2 separate regions of the Anser cygnoides genome follow, and region 1 is linked to region 2. The links are chromatin contacts, called in public Hi-C maps. All regions are on one chromosome and are shown on one strand. The core of a region is the stretch at or near the end of the contact, and the rest is flanking DNA. Distances in the headings are between cores, read along the strand shown. Region 1 holds the start of FGD3 (FYVE, RhoGEF and PH domain containing 3). Region 2 holds the start of CARD19 (caspase recruitment domain family member 19).

Evidence for each region. Hi-C and Micro-C count contacts between places; a contact is called where the count stands out from the background.
Region 1: a Hi-C map of liver shows a contact between it and region 2, with 2.1 times the contacts expected there. The contact joins the promoter of FGD3 here to the promoter of CARD19 in region 2. A contact is called at or near these places in 2 of 7 Hi-C or Micro-C datasets (granulosa cells and liver).

Annotation. Positions count from the first base shown.
Region 1 is chr10:23,110,145-23,116,183 of Taihu_goose_T2T_genome, forward strand. It overlaps FGD3 (FYVE, RhoGEF and PH domain containing 3), which reads right to left and starts at 3,570. Exons shown (of 19, transcript XM_048061399.2): 1 at 3,531-3,570. The coding sequence starts at 3,555.
Region 2 is chr10:22,912,873-22,918,467 of Taihu_goose_T2T_genome, forward strand. CARD19 (caspase recruitment domain family member 19) reads right to left here and starts at 4,157. Exons shown (of 5, transcript XM_048061407.2): 1 at 3,994-4,157. The coding sequence starts at 4,009.

The sequences.
Region 1 (6,039 bases), core at 2,320-4,819, 200 kb after region 2:
TTCCCATGCCTTTTCTCCCGGAGCCCCAGTGTCTCAGCAACCTGCTCCCATTGCTACTGGCCTCAGACACTCTTCCTCCTTTTTGAAAATGTTACAGAAGCTCATCCCACACAAGAAGCCACAAGGATTTTCATTGCTCTCTGTTGATTTCATCATTTTCACTGGTATGAACATCCTTTCCTCCATCTCTGAGTCACTTCAAGACCTAATAAGCTTTCAAGTCCCAAACTCTGCACATTATTGCCTCAAGTGATGTGGTACAGGGGGCATCCACAAGAGTTTTCCAGGTCAGTAGTTCCCGTGGCACTGCTAGACCACGCTGGATTTCCTTAAGGAAAGGGTAGCCTACTACCATTCCCTATCTTTCTTTCTCATCTCTGTGGAAGATGCCTTAAGGATCTCCTATCTTACATATCTATAAAAAGACAGAGTTCCTCTGGGAACAGGGTCCTAGATTCATTTTCAGCGAGTGTTCTAAACATACATTTAAATGCTAGGAGCTGCACTGAAGGGTACTCCACTTCCAGCCCCCTTCAGGAATGATGTGAGCAGGACACATTCGATCAAAGTCCCAGGAGCAAGGTTAGCATCTACAGATGTGAGTAAGATCACCACGCTCTAGGTGCTGTAACTTGGCAAACAGAAATAACTCTCACTGAAGACAACCACAGCCAACAAAGCTGCATATTCGTGCATACGGTGGAGTATTTAGAGCACCTACCTACCAGTGGCTAACCTGGGAGCCTAGGCTCCTTCTGTAACTCACGGAGAGAGGCTGCTAACACAGGTATCCCTGGTCACCTCCTGCAGGCTCAAATCCATGCAGGAGGACCGTCTCCAAACTTAACGTACTGAAGTACCCGAGTAGCCCAGGAGATGCCAGGAGTCAGATTGTCTGAATAGCTATGAAGCCAGGGCAGATGGTAAATCTCAGCAGGTCTGCAACTCACCGTTATCTTTCTTGGGTTGATCCAGCCTTTACCTGCCCAAGAAGTAGGGCAGAAGAGAAACTGCATTTTTAAAACACAAGGATTTATTTCTTCAAAAGAAGGAGCTCATTTAAATTCTATTTTATCATTTTTCTCTAGCTTTATTAAGCTAAGGAGACATACAAACAAACCCAGTTTGCTTATTTCGACTTTATAAACACAGTTCTGCTAGCTTGAATATCATCTCTACAAGTAAAGCATTCTAATTTCTAATGGCATGAAAGCTGGCTTACTAGTACAAATATACATCTTAAAGAACATAAAAAAATACTTTTATCAGTGTATTCGTCACCATATGTATTCCATTTACATTCTGTACGCTTCCCCGTGTGGACAACAAACCCAATTCTGGCCATTAACAATTGCCAATAGTCCCTTTCACTCCTTGGTGCTGCTGCGTTTCAGGCACTGCAAGAAGCGGTTAGCCTACAATTCTGTTAAATTGTAGAGCCATTTTCCTTTGTGCTAAAATTCCCTAAAGCTCGCACGGGAACCAAGGTAGAATGTATCCCTTTAACACAGTTTAACCACTCTTAATGCTTGGAATGGAAAATGTGACTTAGGTACTGAGGTTTAAAAAACAGCTACGATGTATGTATGCAGCCAATTTTCTAAACATGAATCTCGTAAGTTTTTTTAGGCTTTTTTGTTGCATGAGAATGTAGAGCTTACAAGAGACAGCCAGCTAAATGCAACAGACCATTATGGCTCAGAGGTTTCCAATTTGCAACTAGAAGTGGTTTACATTATAACTACTAACAGCTCCAAAAGGTATTTAAAAAGGACAGAGTGGAGAAAAAACTTGGCATTTCACGAGTGCCTAAATATGGATTGGCAGGAAACAAATTTGATCTGTGCCGTTAATAATAGCCTTACCAAAATAAGTGTTTAACAGAACTGGTTTTATGTGGTTTTAGAAGACCTAAAAATATATTTGCACAGCTCAGGACTGTAGTTACACAAACGTGCAGTCCCCGGGCATTGTCAGCCGCCGAGGGACGAGGCTCTGGGGGGCCTGCCGCCAGCCGCCCACCCCCGGGGCACCCCAAAAAAAGGGGACGGAGCCCAGCGGCGGCGCTCCCGGCCCGGGCTGGAGCCTGGGGGCCTCCCGCCAGGGTCTCACCCCGCTGAGAAGGGGTTTGAGCTGGGAACAGGCGTGCTGCTGGAGAAGGAGGAGGGAAAAAAAAAAAAAGAGAGGGAGAAGGGGAAAGAAAGAAGTTCCACGCCGCCCCGCCGGCCTGGGCAGCCCGAGCCCCGCCGAGGACTCAGCGGGCGGGCGCGGAGCGGAGCCCGCACGGAGCTCCCCCGCGGGGGGCCCGGCCCGGCTCCGCTCGGCTCGGCCCGGGGTCGCAGCCTTACCCTCCGGCTCCATCTGCTCCCACCGCCGCCGCGCTCCGGCGCTCCCCGAGCCGCTGCGAGTCGGGCCGGGCTGCGCGGTTACAAAGGCGGCCGCCGGGCGAGGGGGGTGGGTTTCCTCTCCCTCCCACTGCAGCTGCATCGCGCCATGAGGCGCCGCCAGCGGGACGAGGCGCCCCCGAAGGCGGCGGAGGCGGGAGGGGCTCCCGCCGCCCGCCTCGGCACAGCACGGTACGGCCCGGCCCAGGCGGGGAGGGGATCGCCCAGCCGGCCTAGCGCTTCGTGCATGCAGGCCGCGGCGGGGCGGTGAAGCCCCCCCCTCACGCCTCCCCGTCCCCCGCCCCGTCCCTCGCGGCCCGGCCGGCGGCGGCTGAGGGGAAGGGAGCGCCCCGGGGCCGGGGGACGGCGCTGCCGAGCTCTGGTCTCCTCAGAGGAGCGCGGTGGCCGCCTCCCGGAGGCTCGGCTGCCGCCCGGGAGCGCGGGCTGCCCCGCTTGATGGGTTGTATCCATCTTGAAGCGGCCCAGGGCAAAGCCCTGCCGCCGAGTTGTTTGGAATGAGTCATAGGATCACGGAATCATTAAGGTTGGAAAAGACCTCCAAGATCATCTGGTCCAAACATCCCCCTACCACCAATGTCACCCACCAAACCATGTCCCTAAGTACCACATCCAACCTTTCCTTGAACACCCTCAGGGACAGGGACGCCACCACCTCCCTGGGCAACCCGTCCCAATGCCTGACTGCTCTTTCTGAGAAGAAATGTCTCCTCATTTCCAACCTGAGCCTCCCCTGGCGCAACTTGAGACCATTCCCTCTACTCCTATCACTGGGTATCTGCAAGAAGAGGCCGACCCCCAGCTCCCGACAGCTTCCTTTCAGGGAGGTGTAGAGAGCAATAAGGTCTCCCTGAGCCTCCTCCAGACTAAACCCCAATCCCCTCAGCCACTCCTCAGCTTCACAAGGCTCCCAGCTCCCACACCAGCTGTTGCCATCAGTGCCAAAAGCTCCTCGTGCAGCTGCTGAGGGCAGCTATTGGGCACGTGGCAGGACCAAGCTGACAGCATTTGTCCTAGGGCCATGGATGGCTCCCCAAACTGCTGCCCTTTCCCTTATGTCCTGGGTGGAAAGCAAAGGGAATATGAGCCATGTTGTGCAGTCCCCTCAGACAACCAAATGCTGCTCACCTCCCAGAAAGCCACACCAAACCATAAGATGTTTCAGAGCTTCTTGAAAAGGCAGACCAGGACTGACTCACTGCTCTGTGCCTTTGTCAGGGAGAAGAATGTGCCAGGAACCGAAGGGTGATGCTGTCCTTCACAGGCAACGGGGCATTAATGCTGTGCTGATGAAGCATCGCTCATGTGGTCAGAGTGGCCTTTCTGCAGGGGGTGTACTACAGCCACGCTAAAACCCTGTCTTCAGATGAGGTACATGTTTAAAGGACAGCTTTCTAAGAGGTAAGATCTTCAACCACTCATTGCAAGGACTGAATAATACCAAGCAAAACAACCAATTTAAGCTTAAAAACGCATATCAAAAAATCTATCTGCAAAAGAACAAAAATGAGAAAACTGTCTTCCCAAAGGCATTTACCCGTAGGAAAAAAAATGCAAAACAGTAAATTCAGAAATTAACTATATTAGGCTTTAGTCTATTTTTTATTCCCCAATAATCAATCTTTGCTCCTTATCTTTTCCCTGAAACAACTACCTAGCGAAGATGTAGGCCCCATCATGGAAATATGGTTTTGAGTAACTTTAATATTGTGGTGGAGCAGAAGAACATTATTGTAATGAAATTCATAAAATGGATTTCTTTGGACTAATTATTCCCAAATAAAAATACTAGCTGTTCTAGAGTAAATCCATGAATGAAGTCCAATTAAACCAGACTAAGGAGGCCTGTAGGAGATTTATCAGTAAGGAGCCAGCCTGGATTTCATGATGTTTCTTTTGAAATCACATCTGTAACATTCAAGACCAGCCTCAAAGCATTAATATATGAATTTAACATACAACCACCCCTTTCAGAGATTAAACTCCTTCCTGTACATGAAATTAGTCATGTCCTTTAGGACAACGAGACAGATCCTCTCTGAAGTACTTTCATCAGAGCAGATCACAGCTTACCAGTTACTGTTACATGGTTATCAGATAGGACTGATGCTCAGCAGCAAAAACAGGCTTAAAAATTGTTGGAAATTATCCGGGTTCTTTGCTCTAAACAAAATGAAGTCCTTACTATAATGCATAAAGCTAAGACAAATAAGTGTTTATTTTAGGCATATATTTAGGTATAGCACCATTACAGCAAATAACCATCATTCTTTAATAAAATGATTGTTTTATTTCCGTCTGCTTCTTGCACCATCCTATCCAACATTTTGGTTTCATTGTTTCCTTCAGACAATTAGAGCATTTTTCATTGTAGGTACTCTCAACTTTTATGGTCTGGGCACGGGCAGTATTTAATTTGCATCTCTGACCAGAACCTGTTGAATTCAATTAGTAATTCTGGAGGGAGTTTACAATTTAAGTAAACATTAAGTCGTGGCCATTACTTTTGGCCAACCAGGATTGTAACAAAGGGCCAGTGTAAGTTTCTTTAAATCTAAGAATAGGCTATTTCTTCAACCAAGGTAAGTAATTTGGAGTCAGAGAGCAATTTCAGTAGATAAGCAACAAATAAAAGAAGTACTCTTTTTTTCAACTCTGCTGAGGATTTGAAGGAATAAAAGCTACTGAGAAGATAGGCTGAAAAAGCAAAACTGCTACAGAATTAGTTTTGTAACAGGAAGGGATACTTCCTCTAAATATTGTGTAGTTGCTTTATTTTTCCCCCTGAATTGAGAGGAATTCAGTCATTTAAAAGTGTGGGGAACAAAACCTGGGATTGTGCTTTGGGGCACGGTTTGAGTAAAAGCACAGCACTCAACTTTTTGCTGAGTTGCAAGCTGTAGATCCATATCCAGCTATGCTAAGCCCTTTCCTCCTAGCATGACTATCAGAGGCACCCTAGCTATTTCCCTTTGGTCTCTCATGAAGGAAGTCATAATAGAAACAAGTCCCTCTTGTCAACATTTCTGCCATTTCTGCTGTTCTCAGGCTAAATCTCAAAGAAGTCAAAGCCTCTATTAAATAGAACAGAAACTGATTAGCAATCTTCTGTATTGAACTGGATCTTGCTGAGCACCATAAGGTCTTAGTTTTATTAAATCTTATTTGCAAATGCAAATTGCACTTTGTACCCAGTACAATATACTTCTTCCTCTTAGCTTTGAAGCATTGGGCAATAACCATTGAATATCGCCTTTATCATGGGATACCTTCTATTGTTTTCAAACCCTTAATGTCTAGTGCAAAAGGGTCAATAAATGCAACACAAGCAGTTAGTAAAGTTCATGCAAATACTCATTTTTTCCTCCCTTCAAAAAGAAAAAAGCTGACTATCATAATGAATTAAAATTCTTTTACAAGAGGAATGCTTTCAACACAAATTAATTCTCCCTGATGGTAGGCTTTGGTGTTAAATAAGGATTACCATTGCATGTCCAGGAAAGATAAATGTTGCGGGTAAAAATAACCTCTCATACATGTAGTAAGACATTGAACACAAAGAAGCTAAGGCGTTGCAAATAGATGGTTTTATCTGACATGCTTTTCATATAAGAGATTCATGCTGTGTTCTCTTCCG
Region 2 (5,595 bases), core at 2,907-5,406:
GGTGTTGGGATCTCAAGTTTTTAGGACCCGACAGCGCCGGGGAACGAACGCGCGGCGGCAGGTAAACAAACGCGCACCCCAGAAGCACGGCGGCACGGAAAGATATAGGGGAAAAACGGGGTGCCGCCGCAGGGCGCCTAGTACAGCCCAGTATGACCCAGTACAGCCCGGCCCGGGGCTGCACTACGAACGGCGGCGCCCCCCACCCCGTGCACCGCCCGGCCGAAGCCCCAGCCCCTTCCCTTCCCTCCCGTTCCTCACCGGCCATAGCGGCCCGGCCCGGCCCGGCCCTTCCTGCTGCTGCCGAGCGCGGCGGGGCCGCCCCGGGGCCGGGCAGCGCCGCCCGCCCCGTTCCGCCCCCGGGCGGCCCTGACAGCCCTCTGTGTGTGTGTGTGACAGCCGTGTACCAGCCGTGTGACAGTCGTGTGCAAGGACAGCCCGCCTTCCTGCGGTGCAGCCGCGAGGGGTGAGCCCAGCCCGGGGGCCCTTATCCCCGTCCCAGGAGACCCTCGGCTCCCCTCGGTGGCAGAGAAACTCGCAGCGAAGCATCTGATTAGTTCGGATGTGTTTGCTTCCGAGGAAGGAAGTGCAAGGAACTCTGTGTACTTTAAAAGCTCCCATCAGCATAAAATTTCATAAACGTTTAATTACCCAGCAGGTATGGAGGCAAAATGATATTCCCAGATATAAATGCTGCGGAGAAGCAAGGCTGAACCTTAGGTTTGTGAATTGTGATTAAGGAATATATTACTACTGTTTTTTGTTTTGTTTTGTTTTGTTTTTTAACTGTGAAATCTGGTATTTTTGTAACGGAAAAATTTGTTGTCTCCTATGGCAAAGATACAGCATGATTTATAATTATGACTCACATTGAAAACATGGCACCCAGCTAACACACTGCTGCCCCGCACAGCCCCGGGCATCTTCAGGAACCGACTTAAGGAGACACTTTTCACTAAAACAACTTGGTTCTGTTACACAGCAAGTTCCCAAGCACAACAGCATACCCTTGCACTGGAAACAAAACCTTTGCGTGGATGGCCACAGAGACAACAAAAATAGCTGAAGGGTTAGCCCATAAGAAGTTGTGTGTCCGTGCCTAATGGGTGAGGAAGTTATACCAGTGTACTGGGATTAGTTAGAAGACAGATGATAAAACATACAGCCCTTGCTTTTGGTGATGCAGTGTCTTGGGAGCAGACATCTGAACATTTAGATGGGACCCAGGAAGAATCCAGATCTTTCCTGCATTGCTCGTCCACAGCCTGCTGGTCCCTTGCCTCTTCCAGAAGTGCTTGGCTGCATGCTCTACGGAAAGTCTGGGTTTATATACGTATACATAGTTTTACATGACTCCCAGACTGACTGGAAGCTGTATTTGGTGCGTGTGTCACCAGCAGCTTTTAACTTGCTGGGTGAAGTATAAAAACGAGGCCAGTGCAGTGCATGGGCCTGCAGATCCCAGCTGCGACCGCGGCAGGGTCAGGAGAGCTGCACTCACACGGTGCTGGCTGCGAGCAGGGGTCAGCCCTGAGCCCGTAACAGTGCTGGGTTCTTCCCGTTGGAGACCTCTGTGGGTTCAGATCGCAGCTCCTTCAGTGAGGTTTTGGCCCAGCTCTGCCACCGAGCTTGCAGCGCTGAAGCCTGACGCCAGGCCTGCACAGACCTACAGGGCAGGCAGGGGCTGCGAAAGGAACCGGGGAGGACTTTCCTCACAGCCGGCTGCACATCCCTGCATGAGACAGCTCAGCTAAGCCTAGGCCTGGCCATGGAGGGGCAGAGGTGGAGTAAACCCGAGCCTTTGCTGGAAGTTTGCGAGTGCTGCCACTTGGCGGTGTCCGGGAGGAAGGGCCATACCCGGCACCAGCCCTGAGAAGCTGCGTGGGGATGGATACCGGGCTGTTCCCAGCAGGGTCAGACACAGTCCTCAAGTCTTCCTCCAGACCTCTGAGCTCTGCAGTATTCTCGCCTTTGCTCTCAGCGCCTGGCCTTCCCTGCCAGGTTGGCATTTCCACCCTGGTGGAGCACTCCGGGGGAGAGGCTCCCACCGGGCGTCACATCCAACACCCACACCCCTGAGCCTCGTCTCACCCAGCATTACATCCAACACCCACACCCCTGAGCCTCGTCTCACCCAGCATTACATCCAACACCCACACCCCTGAGCCTCGTCTCACCCAGCATTACATCCAACACCCGCACCTCTGAGCCTTGTCTCACCTAGCATCATATCCAACACCTGCACCCTCCGAGCCTCGTCTCCGTGAGGCTAACACAGGACATCCCCCAGCCCAGCAACCCTGAGCTTTTGCAAGCCAGCCTGTTATAACCACCTTAATTAACAAATGAGATACCCAAGACCCCACATGTACTCCTGAAAATGTCTTGGTCTATATCTCCATACTGCAAATTGAAGCAGCTTCCTTATCTATAAAAAATGTAATAATATAGGAGAAAAAAAATAAAAATAAAAATAAAATAAAAATAAAAATAAAAAACACCTCCTTGGAATAGTTTTAGTATTACAAAATAATGTGACACGGTTATGGTGCCTGCCCTTGGGAAGATGAATAGAGTATAAGCATCCTGAGTTTATTCCGTTCACCCTCAGAAATCCAGATTTTCTGAACAGCATGAAAACAGGTTTTTAACTTATTATTATTGCACACAGAGACCTTGATCATACCCATATCAAAGTCATTTGTGGCAACCTGTTGTAGTAATAGAAACAGGCACCTTGTGGAAAGGAAATTGTCATTTTTATAGCTCCTCTCATCGTATTTTTAAGAGAATTTCATCTGTATATTAGAATATTACAGCAATAGATGTTGCTGAGCACTGAGAAGCAGTGGCATATGGCATGCTGAAAGTTTGCTTTTATGACTGTGTTATACAGCTGTGAGTTCACTGCAGTTTGTGCTCTTCTCAAAAATGACCCTGGAGTCACTACCAGCAACTAAACCACAGACCTGAAAACCTGGTAGCCTTACTGTGACACAGACTGAAACCTCTGACACAAATGATATTTAGCAGACAGTGTTTCTGAGCGCTGTGGAATGGAAGTGCAAAGCAACCGCTCAGGAGTGCCGCAGCATACACTGACACATTGCCTGAAGATATTTTTGTCCCGCAGGCTCAGATAATGATGCAAGCATCAAGGGTTAAAAAAAGCTTCTCCTCATGCCCGTGGCACGTCTGCCTTCTGTAACTTTACTGCCACGAAGGTTGCTTCGCGAAGGCAGGTACGGGAGGCAGCCAGCAGGGTGCTGGTGGGGGACACAGGTGCTGGAGGGGGACACGGCCATGTCCCCCACACACACACAACCCGTGCTGGGGCCTGGCCTTGGCAGGATCCAGCCACCGAGTCCCCTCCCACAGCCAGGCCCATGACATTCAAAGAGCACAGCCAGAAATGGAGCACAGCTTTCAGGACCAGCAGCTGGGACAAGCTGGGCACAAAGGGCTAAATGAAACCCTTGTGCTCTGTGAGGCAAATTGTGCTTTATTTTCAAAATGTTCACAGGCAGAGCAGCCCTGGGCCAGGCCCTCTCTCCCTGCTGCCGGCCAAGCTGGACCGCGGGGCTGGTCTGGCTTCTCAACCTCTGGGATTTCTCTCAGGCTTTCCCCCCCAGCCTAGCAGCCAGCTGAAGCAACCTGACCGAGTTTCATTTCCCAGCTCGTACAAGGGCAGCAGATGCATTTCCTGGGTAGCTGATCTCCAACGCAATTGCTGCTTCCCCCTGCACACCGCCTGATTTCTTTATTTATCAAGTTACTTCATTTACTAAGCCTTTCCCTTGCCATGGCGGCGTCAGCATGCCGCGCTTCCTCATTCTATCCGTTAACTGTTAAATCACAACGTGACTCCCCACTTTCCCCCAGCTGAACAGGACCAGAGCCCTCCAGGGACGAACGAAACCCGGGTCTCAACCTAGTCTCACCCTGCGTTCGAGGAGGAGACGTGCTGGGACTGCCTGAGCCCCCCTCACTTACATGTCCTGTAGAGCATGGTCCGGGCGGCGGTGGGGCTGCTCCCCCCGCTTGTGGTGGTGGTTTTTTTCTTTTTTTTTTTTTTTTTTCCTCCAGGCTCCAGACGCCAGGGCGGAAGCTCCACCACAGAGCTTCGCTCCCCAGTGGCCCAGCCTCGGGGGGGGGGGGGGGGGGGGGCCGGGCAGGTTTCGCTTCTGGCGGCTGTGACAGCAGGGAGCCACCCACTGTGTCCTTGGGAATGTTGGCAGCGTTGGCAGAACGCAAAGGTTGTGCAGACAGCACAAAAACGGAGCACCCCTTGCTCCTGGCACACCGTAGAGGTCGGCATGTAGAATAAGCCCTCATATATCGGCCGTAACTCACGTCGGAAGCACTACAGACGGTGCTGTGGGGTTGTACGTGGGGTGACAAAGAGCTTCACATACGTGTTCAAAACCACGCGGCTCGATATCTGATCCCTTTTAAAAAAAAAAAAAATTATATAAAGGAGTAAAATACTCGACCCATTATGTGTTTTTTGTTTGTTTGTTTTTCTGAAAACCCCTAAACATTGAAATTCTGTGAAGGCAGGAAGCAAATAAAGCCAACTGAGCATCCTCCCCTTAACATAGGTGCATAAATAAACAGTTGGCAGAGCTGGTAAGCTGAGATTCAGCCCAGCTCCAGGAGAGAACAAAGCCACCGTATGTGTAGCATCCTCACAGGGAAATGACCACCCTGCTAGCCCCAGTGCCTCACCTGACCGCCACTGTCCAGGAAGGACAAAAAGGACGTTGTGCAGCCAGCGCGCAGCCCACGGGCTTTATGAATTCAAGGCCAGCATCTGGGTGTGGATTTGAAGCTATTGCAGACTCCAGCTCATAGATGCAACATACCTCCTGTGGGAAACACTACTGTTAGCATTTCCATACAACCCTGACCTTGAAACACACGGACAGTCTGAACACACGCGTGCTTAAGTATAGCACCAGGAATCCAGGGAACAAGCTGCTTCAATTCTACTTTACACCAGATGAAGTTTCATTCCCTTGCTTGCTGCTCTGCCAGAGGAGTTTCACATTTCCATCATTGCATTTGCATTAGCACCAGCTACCAGGAATGGAGACTGGCTTTTGAAATGTCTTGTCGTGCAGAGAGCTGGAAACTGTACAGCGTTTCCATCAGTTAATATCTTCTGGTTGCAGTGACAATAGACATGGCTAGTTGTTGTGGAATGGTTATACAAGAGCCTTTCAATACCAACGCTGTAAATCAGCCTTCTTCATAACAGTCCTTAAAAAAAATAAACAGTAAAAAAGATCCCCTCCTCCTGTTACTGAAGGAAGAAACAAACGAGGCTCCTTGTATCGCTTTTAGGGGAACATGATTTGGTGAGAATTTGCACAGAGTCATCTCAGAAGCTACCAGCTGGCATGGTGACAGGTTTTCTGCTTGGTCCTTCCACGCAGAAGATTCAATTACATCTACCATTCAATTAGTTATTAAGAAGTTGTGCTGCATGACATTTAAAACCAAAATGTAAAAACTAAAATAGTTGCACAAGCCATTTAAATCTGACAATAAGTTATAGCTGATTCATTTAGTTACTCGGGCATCACTGCTGAC